Linked DNA regions of Sus scrofa: regions 1, 2 and 4 are each linked to region 3. Evidence: chromatin contacts called from public Hi-C data. All regions are on one chromosome and are shown on one strand. The core of a region is the stretch at or near the end of the contact, and the rest is flanking DNA. Distances in the headings are between cores, read along the strand shown.

Evidence for each region. Hi-C and Micro-C count contacts between places; a contact is called where the count stands out from the background.
Region 1: a Hi-C map of epiblast stem cells shows a contact between it and region 3, with 2.3 times the contacts expected there. The contact joins the promoter of SREBF2 here to the promoter of TOB2 in region 3. A contact is called at or near these places in 2 of 47 Hi-C or Micro-C datasets (epiblast stem cells and heart right ventricle).
Region 2: a Hi-C map of skeletal muscle shows a contact between it and region 3, with 5 times the contacts expected there. The contact joins the promoter of RBX1 here to the promoter of TOB2 in region 3. A contact is called at or near these places in 3 of 47 Hi-C or Micro-C datasets (heart right ventricle, liver and skeletal muscle).
Region 4: a Hi-C map of liver shows a contact between it and region 3, with 4 times the contacts expected there. The contact joins the promoter of EP300 here to the promoter of TOB2 in region 3. A contact is called at or near these places in 4 of 47 Hi-C or Micro-C datasets (epiblast stem cells, liver and skeletal muscle).

The regions. Positions count from the first base shown.
Region 1 is chr5:6,783,339-6,786,038 of Sscrofa11.1, reverse strand. SREBF2 (sterol regulatory element-binding protein 2) reads left to right here and starts at 1,315. Exons shown (of 19, transcript XM_021091444.1): 1 at 1,315-1,594. The coding sequence starts at 1,507. It overlaps MEI1 (meiosis inhibitor protein 1), which reads left to right. Exons shown (of 36, transcript XM_021091442.1): 36 at 1-82. It overlaps CCDC134 (coiled-coil domain-containing protein 134), which reads left to right. Exons shown (of 7, transcript XM_021091452.1): 7 at 1-82.
Region 2 is chr5:7,513,982-7,516,681 of Sscrofa11.1, reverse strand. It overlaps RBX1 (E3 ubiquitin-protein ligase RBX1), which reads left to right and starts at 1,294. Exons shown (of 5, transcript XM_021091464.1): 1 at 1,294-1,453. The coding sequence starts at 1,376.
Region 3 is chr5:7,085,008-7,087,707 of Sscrofa11.1, reverse strand. It overlaps TOB2 (protein Tob2), which reads right to left and starts at 1,311. Exons shown (of 2, transcript XM_021091455.1): 1 at 1-1,311. It overlaps LOC110260629 (a long non-coding RNA gene), which reads left to right. Exons shown (of 7, transcript XR_002343880.1): 7 at 1,779-2,700.
Region 4 is chr5:7,393,149-7,395,848 of Sscrofa11.1, reverse strand. EP300 (histone acetyltransferase p300) reads left to right here and starts at 1,334. Exons shown (of 32, transcript XM_001929213.5): 1 at 1,334-2,700. The coding sequence starts at 2,614.

The DNA.
Region 1 (2,700 bases), core at 66-2,565, 300 kb after region 3:
TTTACCGGACCAGAGGCTCTCAGAGGGCAGGAATTGTCTCTTTGCTTGCCCCAGAGATGTTCAATAAATATTGTCAAATGAATGTGCAATGTGATTGGTTGAATTGTGTGATTCCACTTTCCTCACAACTATGAGGGACACTATTCCCATGTTAGAGATGACAAAACTGAAGCTTAGGGCGTTTATTTAGCTCAGAGTCACTCGTTCATAAATGGACCCGTATGCCTGCCTTCACAGGGCCTGTGAAGTCTGTCTTGACCACCAAGCAACAGCTGCCTCTCACAGACCAGCAGTAAACATACTTTCCCCTTTTAATACTGTGAAAGTCGTTGTCAACAGATAGACATTCATGTATGTAATGTTTAATGATGCCATGATAATTACATTGTGTGGATGTAATTTATTCAGCAGGTCGTTATTGGGCTTCCCAATTTTTCTCAATTTACAGAAGACTCTGATGAACGCCTTTGAACACACAAACTTGCAAATTTTTTAAACACTCATATTTGTCTTCCTTATTTATAAATTCCTAGAAACGTGCACATTTGTTTATATCGTGACCAGCTGCAGAACTGAGAAGTTTAAGAGTGGGAATCCGTGGGTGGGTTGCGCCTCATAATCCCCGCATGATGCTCATGCCCGGACCCAACCTCTGGAGGCCTGTGATAGTTCCAGGCACTGGCATTATTTTAAAGGACTGCAAGGGATTCTGATGTACCGGGGTGAGACTGGGTGAGGCTGTCGGAGTAAGCGCGTCGTCGCGGCAGGTGCAAAGGCGCATGAATTGCAAAACATGCTCCACTCTTAGGCGGTTCGCGAGCTTTCGTAGCGCCTTTGCAAGGGGCTTAGCTGGAACGTGACTTTAACGATCTAAGGATTCCTCCGTGCTCCAGTACTAGGGGTCTAGGTTTGATTCCACCCGCTTCCCCAGCGGGCTGGGATCGTGGGGAGGGCGGGAACAGCTGGGAAGATGACGTAATGTGCTTAAGGCTGGCTTCGGGGGCCTCCCGCGGCCGGGGGCGGAACTTGTTAACCCTTCAACTCCCAGCAGTCAGAGGTAGTAGCTTGCGGAGCCAAACCAACAAAAAAGGGAGCGGTTCCTTTAAACGAGGGGAAGAAGGTTGGACTGAGGACCCGGAGCCTTCTCTTCGCATTCGCTAAGAGGCCGCCAGGGGAGGAGCCTTCTTATGCAAATCTGAGCTGCTGATCGTTGACGCGCCATCACCCCACGCGCCGCTCCGCAAGGCGATTGGTCAAGATGGGCCTGGTCCCATTGACAACAAACAAGGGGGTGCGCGGCCTGGGGGCGGGGCCATAGAGGGCGCGGGTTGGGGCGGGGGAATCCCGCCCCGCCCTCCCGCGCAGCGCAAACATGGCGGCGGTTGGCACCGGCCGGTGAGGCAGTACCGGGCGGGAGCTCTTGGGTGTCATGGGTGGTGACGGCGGCACCGCCCTCGCGTCTCCCTGAGCGGGACGGCAGGGGGGTCCTCTGCGCCGAGCCGGGCGATGGACGAAAGCGGCGAGCTGGGCGGTCTGGAGACCATGGAGACCCTCACGGAGCTGGGCGACGAGCTGACCCTAGGGGACATCGACGGTGAGTGATGGGTGGGTGGGTGGATGGGAGTGCGGGGGCGCGCGGAGAGGAAGGGGTTACGGCGGCGCGCGCGGGGGCGCGTACGCCCATCCCCCGGCACCCCAGTCTCGCGCGGGAAGAACCGGCACGCGCGGTCGCCCCGGCAGTCCCCAGCCCTCGGCGCTGCGGGTTTCAGCCCCGCCGGGCCGCTCGGTTTCGGCAGACCATGGGATCTTGTCGGGGGCGTCGCGGGGGAGCGGCCTGAGGGGAGCGCGCGGCCGCCGTTTCCCTTGCGCGCCTACACGCGCCGCCCGAGGTCCCGCTTGCCAGCCAGCGGGCCCACGTCGCACCTGTCACTCCCCGCCCGGCCGCGTGGGCAGCTTGGGATTCCCGGGGCCGGGCCCCCAGGCTCCGCGCGCTCACCCCTCAGGTCTTCTCCGGGTTGAGCCACGGCCCAGTTTCTCCGTGCTTCGGGAAACTTTGGGCAGCGAGCGGCCGCAGAAGCAGGTTGCTGATGAAACGAGTGGTGGCGGCGTAACGTGGACGCATCTCTCCGGGGTTGAGACCGGGCCGCTCCTGCTGTCGTTCTGCACAGGGAGTTGAGCAGCAGGAGTTTTGAGTTGTGGCCCCTCGGGGACAGGCTGGGGAGCGGGTGGCCTTTGTTCCGACGACCTTAACAGCGGAAAGGAAGAGCTGGTAGGAGCCCAGGGATGCTCTCTTGCAATACTCTCATTTGGTGGCTACGGAACCTAAAGTTTGCAGAGGGTCAGCGGCTTGCCCGGGGTCCCCCAGCTGGTTACAGAGCACAGTTCCTGGGCCAGTGTTGGTGTCGCCACTACCTGATCCTGGGGGGTGAGGAGTCCAGTGAATAGGTTAGTCACCAAAATAATAATTCTCAGTAGTTGGGCTCTTCCGATATTCTAGGCCCCAGACACTTTATATTGTTTCACTTATTCCTCACTACAGTCACTCGAGATAGATGTTCTTATTGCTCCTACTTTACAGGACACTGAGAGCAGGAGGTGTTAACTTTAGATTGTCCAGAACCCATGCTCTTAATCAGTAACTCAGGTGTGTTTTGCTCTTGAGTTTTACCAAGTGCTTTCAAGTCCAAGATCTCACTACAG
Region 2 (2,700 bases), core at 45-2,544, 430 kb before region 3:
CACCGGATCCTTAACCCACTGAGCGAGGCCAGGGATTGAACCTGTGTCCTAATGGATGCTGGTCAGATTTGCTTCCACTGAACCACAATGGGAATTCCTTTACTGAGATTTTTTGAAGCATTTATTTGTTGACTTGTGTGTTACTTCCCTACCAGAAGTTTCACTCCTTCATCAGTCTCTCCCATCTATAATAGTACCTGGGGTATATATACATTATGAGACCTATATACATACATAGGACCCCAGGTCCTATTTCATATATATTTATATATATATAATACATAGTTAATGAATACATATTATATATATAGTTACATTCAGTGAAAGTGTTGAATGAAGGATAAATATGCCCTCGATACCTTAATTTACTATGGGTTTCTAGTATTCCTGCGGGAACACAATAAATTAGATGACAGAACTCTTGATATGGAATCATTCATTTAACAAAACTTGGTCTTAGAAAAACTTGGTAGTGTTCCTACTAAAACTTTAAGGTCTCTCACAAGTCTTCTCTCTCTACTCCGGTTAAAGCTGCGGCGTTTTCACAGATTTGTTTTCCTGTTTAAAATTAAGACAAGGAAACAAACCCTACTTCTGGTTTAACAGTGGAGTCAAGACCATCCATTACTCTTCAGCTTTCTTTTAAGAGAAGATACGAGATTTCAAATAAGCCAATACAAGATTTAAGAGTGATCTAGCAGTCATACCTCTGCAAGATTAGAGATGAAAAAAAAGTGGAGAGGTGGTCTACAAATGGGAAGGTGATAGAAAGCACAGGTGCTTTGGCTGGAAAGGTGCTATGGCCCAAGGAGGCTAGGACCTCAGGCCGGGCTCAGAAGTGGGTCAGGATCTGAGAAAGACCACTAAGAGTGAGGTCTTGGGTTTCCGCAGCAGGAGGCGGGACGCCCACCCTCGCCCTTTCCCCGGAAGAACGCGACGAGGACCCGCGGGCACTGGAGCTGCGCGGCGGCGGGGAAGGATAGGCTGTGCGCGGGCTGCAGGTCGCGGCCGAGGCGGAGGAAACAGCCGCCGCCCCTGCGGAGGGAGTGAGGCCGGGGGCTTCCCGAGGAAGGGCGATGAGAGCGAGTCCTTTCGAACATTTCCACCCGGCTCTCTCGCGTCGGCCCGGCCCCGCCCGGCCCCGCCCCAGCAGCTCCGGCAACCGCCTCCTCCCAGCCGACGCGGGGTAGAGTGGGGGGCGGGGGGAACCAGCACCAGCGCCTTTAAGAGGCGTGGCCACACGCTCCGCCCCCACTTGCCCCTCGCGCGCCAGTGAGGGGTGGGGTGCGGGAGGAGGTGTCCGGACGGGAGGGGGAGTGAGACGTGCGCTGGCGCGCAGGCGCAGTAACGAGACGACAGATCGTGTGTTTCCAAAATGGCGGCAGCGATGGATGTGGATACCCCGAGCGGCACCAACAGCGGCGCGGGCAAGAAGCGCTTTGAAGTGAAAAAGGTTGGGTCTCGCCAGCGCCTTCCTCAGGGAAACTAGAGAGGCGCGGATCTGGCTGGCAGGCCCAGGATGACCAAGGCGCGGAGGAAAGGGCTTCATTTCAGGGCGTTCCGGGGACCGGGTACCACCAAAGGAAGCCGGGAGGCGGGTCTTAGGGTTGATCGGCGTGACTGCGGCCCACTGTCAGTGCCAGTGTTGGTTTCGCTCGGAGGCTGAGGGGCCAATCACGGAGGTGCTTATTGAGATGCGCGGGGTTGCGACTTGGATGCAGGAGCCAAGCGCCTGAGCTGTCACTGGAGTGGTGGAGGGGTGGGGAAGGCGAGGGTGGGGCGGGTGGAAGGGGGAGTCGAGGGCTGCGGTGGGTGGAGGATGGGACAGTACGGCCCAAGCCGGGAACCTGAGGTCCTACCGCATTGGAGGCTTCTGAGGACCGGGCTAGTGATCTCCGTGCCCCGCCCCTATCCAAAGCTTGGGGTCCCTCTGAGGAACCTCGACCTGGTCCTCGCCTAATCGAGGCCTCCATTAGCCCTCTCTGGCCCTCGCCCCTGCCGAGTTAGTTTCTCGAGTGTAACTCTTGGCTCTTCTGAAAGGTCTGTTGATTTGTTACACAGCCGCCCCAGTCCTGCGGTCATATCCAGAATCCCCATCCGAAAAAAAAAAAAAAAGGCATGGTGGAATTTGTTAAAAAGAAAACGGAGCCCAAGTATTGTTTCAAGTAGGGAGGGTTGAATACAAGTTGCGAACAACCTGGTAAAGTGGGAAAGAAGAAATGTGGAACGTGTCTTTTTGCATGAAATGCCTTACAGTGATTTGCCAGCAGTTTGGGAGAAAAGTGCCCATCCCACATTAGATAAAACAAATCTGTCCAAAATGAAGATTCCAAATAGGGAAGATTTTATCCCTGGAACATCTAGCTAAACCCTGACGGTATTCCCCCGTCTAATGCGTTTTGGCGTTTCATTGTGGGCACTGCATGCTCAGTTACAGCCAGCAGCCATATTGAAGAATAGAAGTAAGATTTTTTTTTTCTTCTTTCCTCCAAGTTGAAGCTGTCGGTGAAAAGTGTTGAAGAAGTTGCTAGACATTGAAAATTAGGTTTGAAGGAGATGAAGGTTTGGGACGTGTCACCAAATTAGGGGGTGAAAGGGAGTTTGGGAATATTTATTGCAGAAGCCAGAGGTTGAATTATTGAAATACCACTTTTAGATAAACTCTTAAGGAAATTATCCTAGCTAAATATAACAGTCTGA
Region 3 (2,700 bases), core at 62-2,561:
CGGGGCGGTGTGCCGGCCGCGGGGCGGCTTCTCCCTCCAGGGTGGTCCTGAGCGCGGGGCGGAGGTCACTCTCCCTTCTCTCCCGGGCGCCGCCCGGCCGGGGGCCAAGGTGTCTTTTTCTTCGTTGAGGGTTGGGGGACGATTGAGGGGGCTTATGGGTTATGATTCTCAATAATTCTTTCTGCTTTTTGGAGGTCGGGCTCGGCGGCTAGGGACGGAGGGCGGGCGGGCCGGCCGGCGGCGACGAACCGCGGATGGCGGACTCGAGGGTGGTTCGTGTCGCGGGGCGGAGTACGGTCTGGGCTGTGGCCGGCGAATTGGTCTTGCCCTTCTGGCCTCGCGTTTCCCAAGCCACTCGCTCCCCCCCACCAAGAACCCGCTCCTTCCCGCGCCCCGGCCCGAAGTGAGCAAAGTCAATGAAAAGTTTCACCCTTAGCAACCCTGCGCACGGATCCGCCTTCCCCACCCCTGCGTGATGCGTCCCTCCGCCCTGCAGGGGCGGGGCCGGGCGCTGGGCCGGGACTACTTCCCAGCCAGCAGGCAGCTTAACCCCTGGAGGCGCGCGGCTCCCTGCTCCGCGTGGAACCCGGGGGCCCTTGGCCACCGCCCTAGTCCTACGCGTGGGTGGCCGGTCACCCTCCTCACTCAGATCCTGGCTCAAATATCAGCAAGGCTGCCTCTGACCGCCCTGTGTAACGCGGGCCGCCTCCCCTTCCCATCACGACGCCGGCATCGTAGTTATTTTCTTCATGCCCAAACTGCTCAAATTGTCCTCATCGTGTAAAGTGTTTCCCTATGCAGACAGCAAGCTTGCGAGGGTAGGGTCCCGGTTTGGGACCCAGCTGCTCACTTTAGGTGTGCTGGATGAATGGGTGTCCAAAAGAAGGGGACGTCCCCGCTGTGTCTTCAGCCCTGCACCTGCCCTGGCGCCGAGGGTTCGTATGCTTTCCCGAACCATCGCGCAGGCCACCTCGGCGAATCCCTTCAGCTCGGCGCATCTGACAGTCCGACTTTTCCCGCAGCACTCGCACCACACCAGTAAAATCTCTTCGCGGGTGGGGAGCTCAGGGGACTACTGGAGTTCTGGACAGATTTTGGACCTTTATCAACTCCAGTTGTCCCGAATCTTCCAAGAGCCTCGTGCCTCATTTGGGGACGACGCCTAACGTCGAGGGGAGTGCGAGGGAGAAACCGGGGCTTGGGCACGCAAAACGGGAGTAAGAAGGGGCGAGGAGGATGGGGGCGCAGGAAAAAGAGCCAAGCGATACATTAACCTTCCACTCGCGGCCTCTGGCGCGGGTTAACCTCACCGCAGGGACCCGGCCAGCGCTCTCTGCGCAGACGCGCGAGCGCGTCCTCCGCCTGCTGCAGGCGGAGCTCCGGCGTCAGAGGACGCCCCTTTTGGTTCTTCCCAGTCGTCGAACCCCCCCCAAAAAAGGGGTTACTGGAGCCTCATCCTTCAGCAACAGCCTTCGCCGGCATCCTAGGGCGCCTGTTTATGCCAGATGCCCCAGGCTTGCGCACCAGACGGTCCCTTGATTCAGACTCGCACTTACATCCCTTGCCCCTGCTATGGCCAAGGGGGTCACTCGGCTACTTTGTCACTGTGAGGGGCGCGGAGTTGGGGGTGGGGAGGCCTGTGCCGAGTGAGGTCACAGGCACGGTAGACTGCCAGGTGAAGCCCAGGGCCACTGGGAGCTTTCGCCTTAAGTCTTATTCCCATCCCTTCTTTAATCGCCCATTCCCTAACTCTCTCTCACACTTTATTCTCATTCTAGATGGTTCCGGCCCAACGGCAGTCGCCGAACCCACGTGGGGTGGCGAGATCCAAAAGTTTCCAGACACGGTTTGCAGTTTTTTTTTCCTTGATCACTTTTTTTGGCAAGGACAGGCGGCAATGGTAGCGTAGGGGTTTAATGCGCTTCTCCTGACTGCAGCGGAGAAACGCTGGACTGGAGGGCAAACTCCAAGGGGACAAGAAGGGGGAGGGAGCCTGGGCCGGAGCGTCCCCATCCCCCACACCCCGAGCGCTTTATCCCCTGGGGCACCTCCAGGGACTACTTGCTTGTGCGTCAGCAAGTGGCAGAGCGTCACTTACACGCCCCCACCGCCTTGCCCGACTCCATCCCTCCCCTTTTTTTCCTCCTCCCCCACCTCCCTCTCCTCCCTTCCCCTCTCCTCTCCTCGCGAGTCGCAACCCAGCGAGATCTGGCTCGCCGCTCCCTGGTGCTGAAGCGCTAAAAATATAACCAGTATGTTAGCAACAGCCTTCCCATTGGTCGGAAACAGGGAGCGGCGACATCTGATTGGATGTTCGATCCAACCTTTTAGGACTGGGAGGCGGGGGCGTGGAGCCATGGAGGTCTTGGGGGGGAGTGCGTTTGCGCATTGGGGCGCTGCAAGGGATACTGGTATTTGTAGTTATTTACTAGAGGCAGCCTTAGAAGTAGGTGGGTTTGAATCCCAATTCTGCCACCAACCGGGTTATCTTGATTGAAAGGCACAAATTCTCTTTATACCGTCAGACCTGTCCTCTCGTCCTTAAAATGGAGATCGAGATCCTGTGGGGATTAGATATGATACTGTATGTAAAGCTTGGCTCAAATAGTTGCTGTTCTTAATTTAAAGGTCACCGTTCTGGCCAGCTTGCATCCTTCCCGTACTGTGCTCTTCAGTGTGTATACCCCAAAAGGAAACCTT
Region 4 (2,700 bases), core at 85-2,584, 310 kb before region 3:
AACCTGAGTTGCTTCGTTAAGATTTTCACTCCTAGGCTCTTAAAAGTTATTCTCCTATTCATTTAAAATTCAATAAACAAGTAGTTCAATTCTGGGGAGAGGGGGAGGCAATAAACAACAACAAAAAACAAAGTAAACTCGACAATAGGCAAACATCAACTAAGGAGCATGAGACTTGAAATACGCTTTAAAAGTTTTTAACTATCTCCATTGATACTACTGATAGAAGTTTCTTTAGGGAGACCTTGCCACTTCGAGTACCAATTTACCCAAGGCCAAACACGGAGGAATCCTGTAACGTGTAGGAATGCGAAAGAATGCTGGTGAGGCCCTCCTTTGCACAACAGTTGTCACACATACATTTTATTTATATTCAAGCATTTTCCTCCATCATTACTTCTTTTTCTGCTTTTTTCCCTCCTTACATTACCTTAAGCACAGTATGTTTCTGCTTCTTTCCCCATACATTATCTTTAAGGCACTGCCTAAACGTGTTTGTTGTTGTTTCAAGCTGGTTTTTGAGAGTGGGTTAAAAGAAACACCCTAAAATGTCTTCAGGTCCAGGACGTGTTCAGAAAATAATTCAAGGCTCCTTTGGTTAGAGTGCTACCTGGTAGGGGCGTGTGTCCACGTGGTGAGCAAGAAATAATTTGGATCTGGTCTTAAAACATCTTCTCGCTGCTGTGATTTTTGTTTCCTGATTATCAAAATAATGTATGTTCACTGGCAAAAAAAACTGGAAAGTTAGGGGGAAAAGGAAACAACAACTCGTAATCGGCGTGGTTTTTGGATATGAGCTTTTCCATTTGGTTAAGAGATGGAGAAGAACGCACTGTCTCTGGCCCGGAATATCGAGCGGCAGGGTATCCTCTGCCTGCTAAATTCAACGGGGTTCGGAAGACCAGTCAGCTAAGGGCCCGGGGCGCAGGGCCATCCCCACGGCGCTCCTATTCCGCCACCTGTGCGGTGACTTGGCGCCTTCCCGGCGTAACTGCTGGGCTCCGTCACCCCCGGTTCCCACCGGGCTCCTACGCAGAGACCCAGCCCAGGCACCTTCCCTGGTAAGTGTCCACCGACTGAAAATAGATCCCAAGTCTGCCCCTGACCCCCCCCCCCTCAAACCTCCCCTTTAAAGGGAGCCACCGGGTGACGCCGGGGGAGTTTGCGGAAGCGCCAACCGCGTTGGGGCCTTGGGCGGATCCCGTGATTGGAGCCGGCCCCGCCCCCGGATCCTCTTCCCCCATTGTGTGAGCCGCTAGGCCCGAGGCCCCGCCCCCTGCCACCTCCCTCCGGAGGCCCAACCCCTCCCCTTTTTTTCACCCCCCCCTTTGGCTCATTTCCGGCCGCCGCTGCTACCGCTAGCCTGTAAGGAGGATTCGGCAGAGGGAAGAAACAACAGCCGCCATCTTGTTTGTGTGCTAGGCTGGGGGGGAGAGAGGGCGAGAGGGAGCGGGCGAGAGTGGGCAAGCGGGACGCCGGGCTGAGTGCGAACTGCGAGAGCGAGAGTACGGAGGGGAGCCGGGCCGGAGAGAGGCGGCAGGGGCCGAGACAGTGGCAGGGGGCCCGGGGCGCACGGGCTGAGGCGACCCCCAGCCCCTCCCGCCCGCACACACCCCCACCGCGGCCCGGGAGCCGGGCCGGCGTCGACGCCTAGGGGGGACCATTACATAACCCCGCGCCCCGCGGCGCCTTCGCCCGCCGCCGAGGGCGGCCCCGAGCGGAGCCCCGGGGGCGGGCGCTCCCGGCACCTGGTCGCCGGGGGTGGGGGCCGTAGCGGCGGCCGTATTTATTTATTTTCCGCGGGAGGGAAGAGCGAAAGAGGAGAGCGCGGCGCGAGGGGAAGCCGCCTGCGCCGCCCGCCAGAGCGGGGCCTCCTCGGTGGGCTTGGTGTCGGCGCGGGCGGCGCGGCTCGGCCCGGCCCCCTTGGCCCTCTGGGTCGGCGAGCTCCGGGCCCGGCGTCCTCGCCGCGCCTCCGCCGCCCGCCGCGCGATGTGAGGCGGCGGCGCCAGCCTGGCTCTCGGTTCGGGCGAGCTCTCTGCGGCCATTAGGGGCCGGTGCGGCGGCGGCGCGGAGCGCGGCGGCAGGAGGAGGGTTCGGAGGGTGGGGGCTCAGGTCCGGGAGGGGGCACCGGGAGGAGGTGAGTGTCTCTCGTCGCCTCCTCCTCTCCCCCCTTTTCGCCCCCGCCTCCTTGTGGCGATGAGAAGGAGGAGGACAGCGCCGAGGAGGAAGAAGCTGATGGCGGCGGCGGAGCTCCGAGAGACCTCGGCTGGGCAGGGGCCGGCCGTGGCGGGCCGGGGACTGCGCCTCTAGAGTCGCGAGTTCTCGGGAATTCGCCGCAGCGGACGCGCTCGGCGCATTTGTGTGCCTGTGCCCTCCTCCGGGCCTGGGCCCAGGCCCGGCCCCTCGCGCTCGCCCCTACCTTTTCTATCGAGTCCGCATCCCTCTTCAGCCACCGCGATCCGGCGAAGAGAAAAAGGAACTTCCCCCACCCCCTTCGGGGGCCGGCGGAGTCCCCCAAGCCCACCCCAGGGATCCGGGCGGGGACCCCGGGCTGAAGAAGAGATTTCCCGAGGATTCTCGTTTTCCTCGCCTGTATCTCCGAAAGAATTAAAAATGGCCGAGAATGTGGTGGAACCGGGGCCGCCTTCAGCCAAGCGGCCTAAACTCTCATCTCCGGCCCTCTCGGCGTCCGCCAGCGAT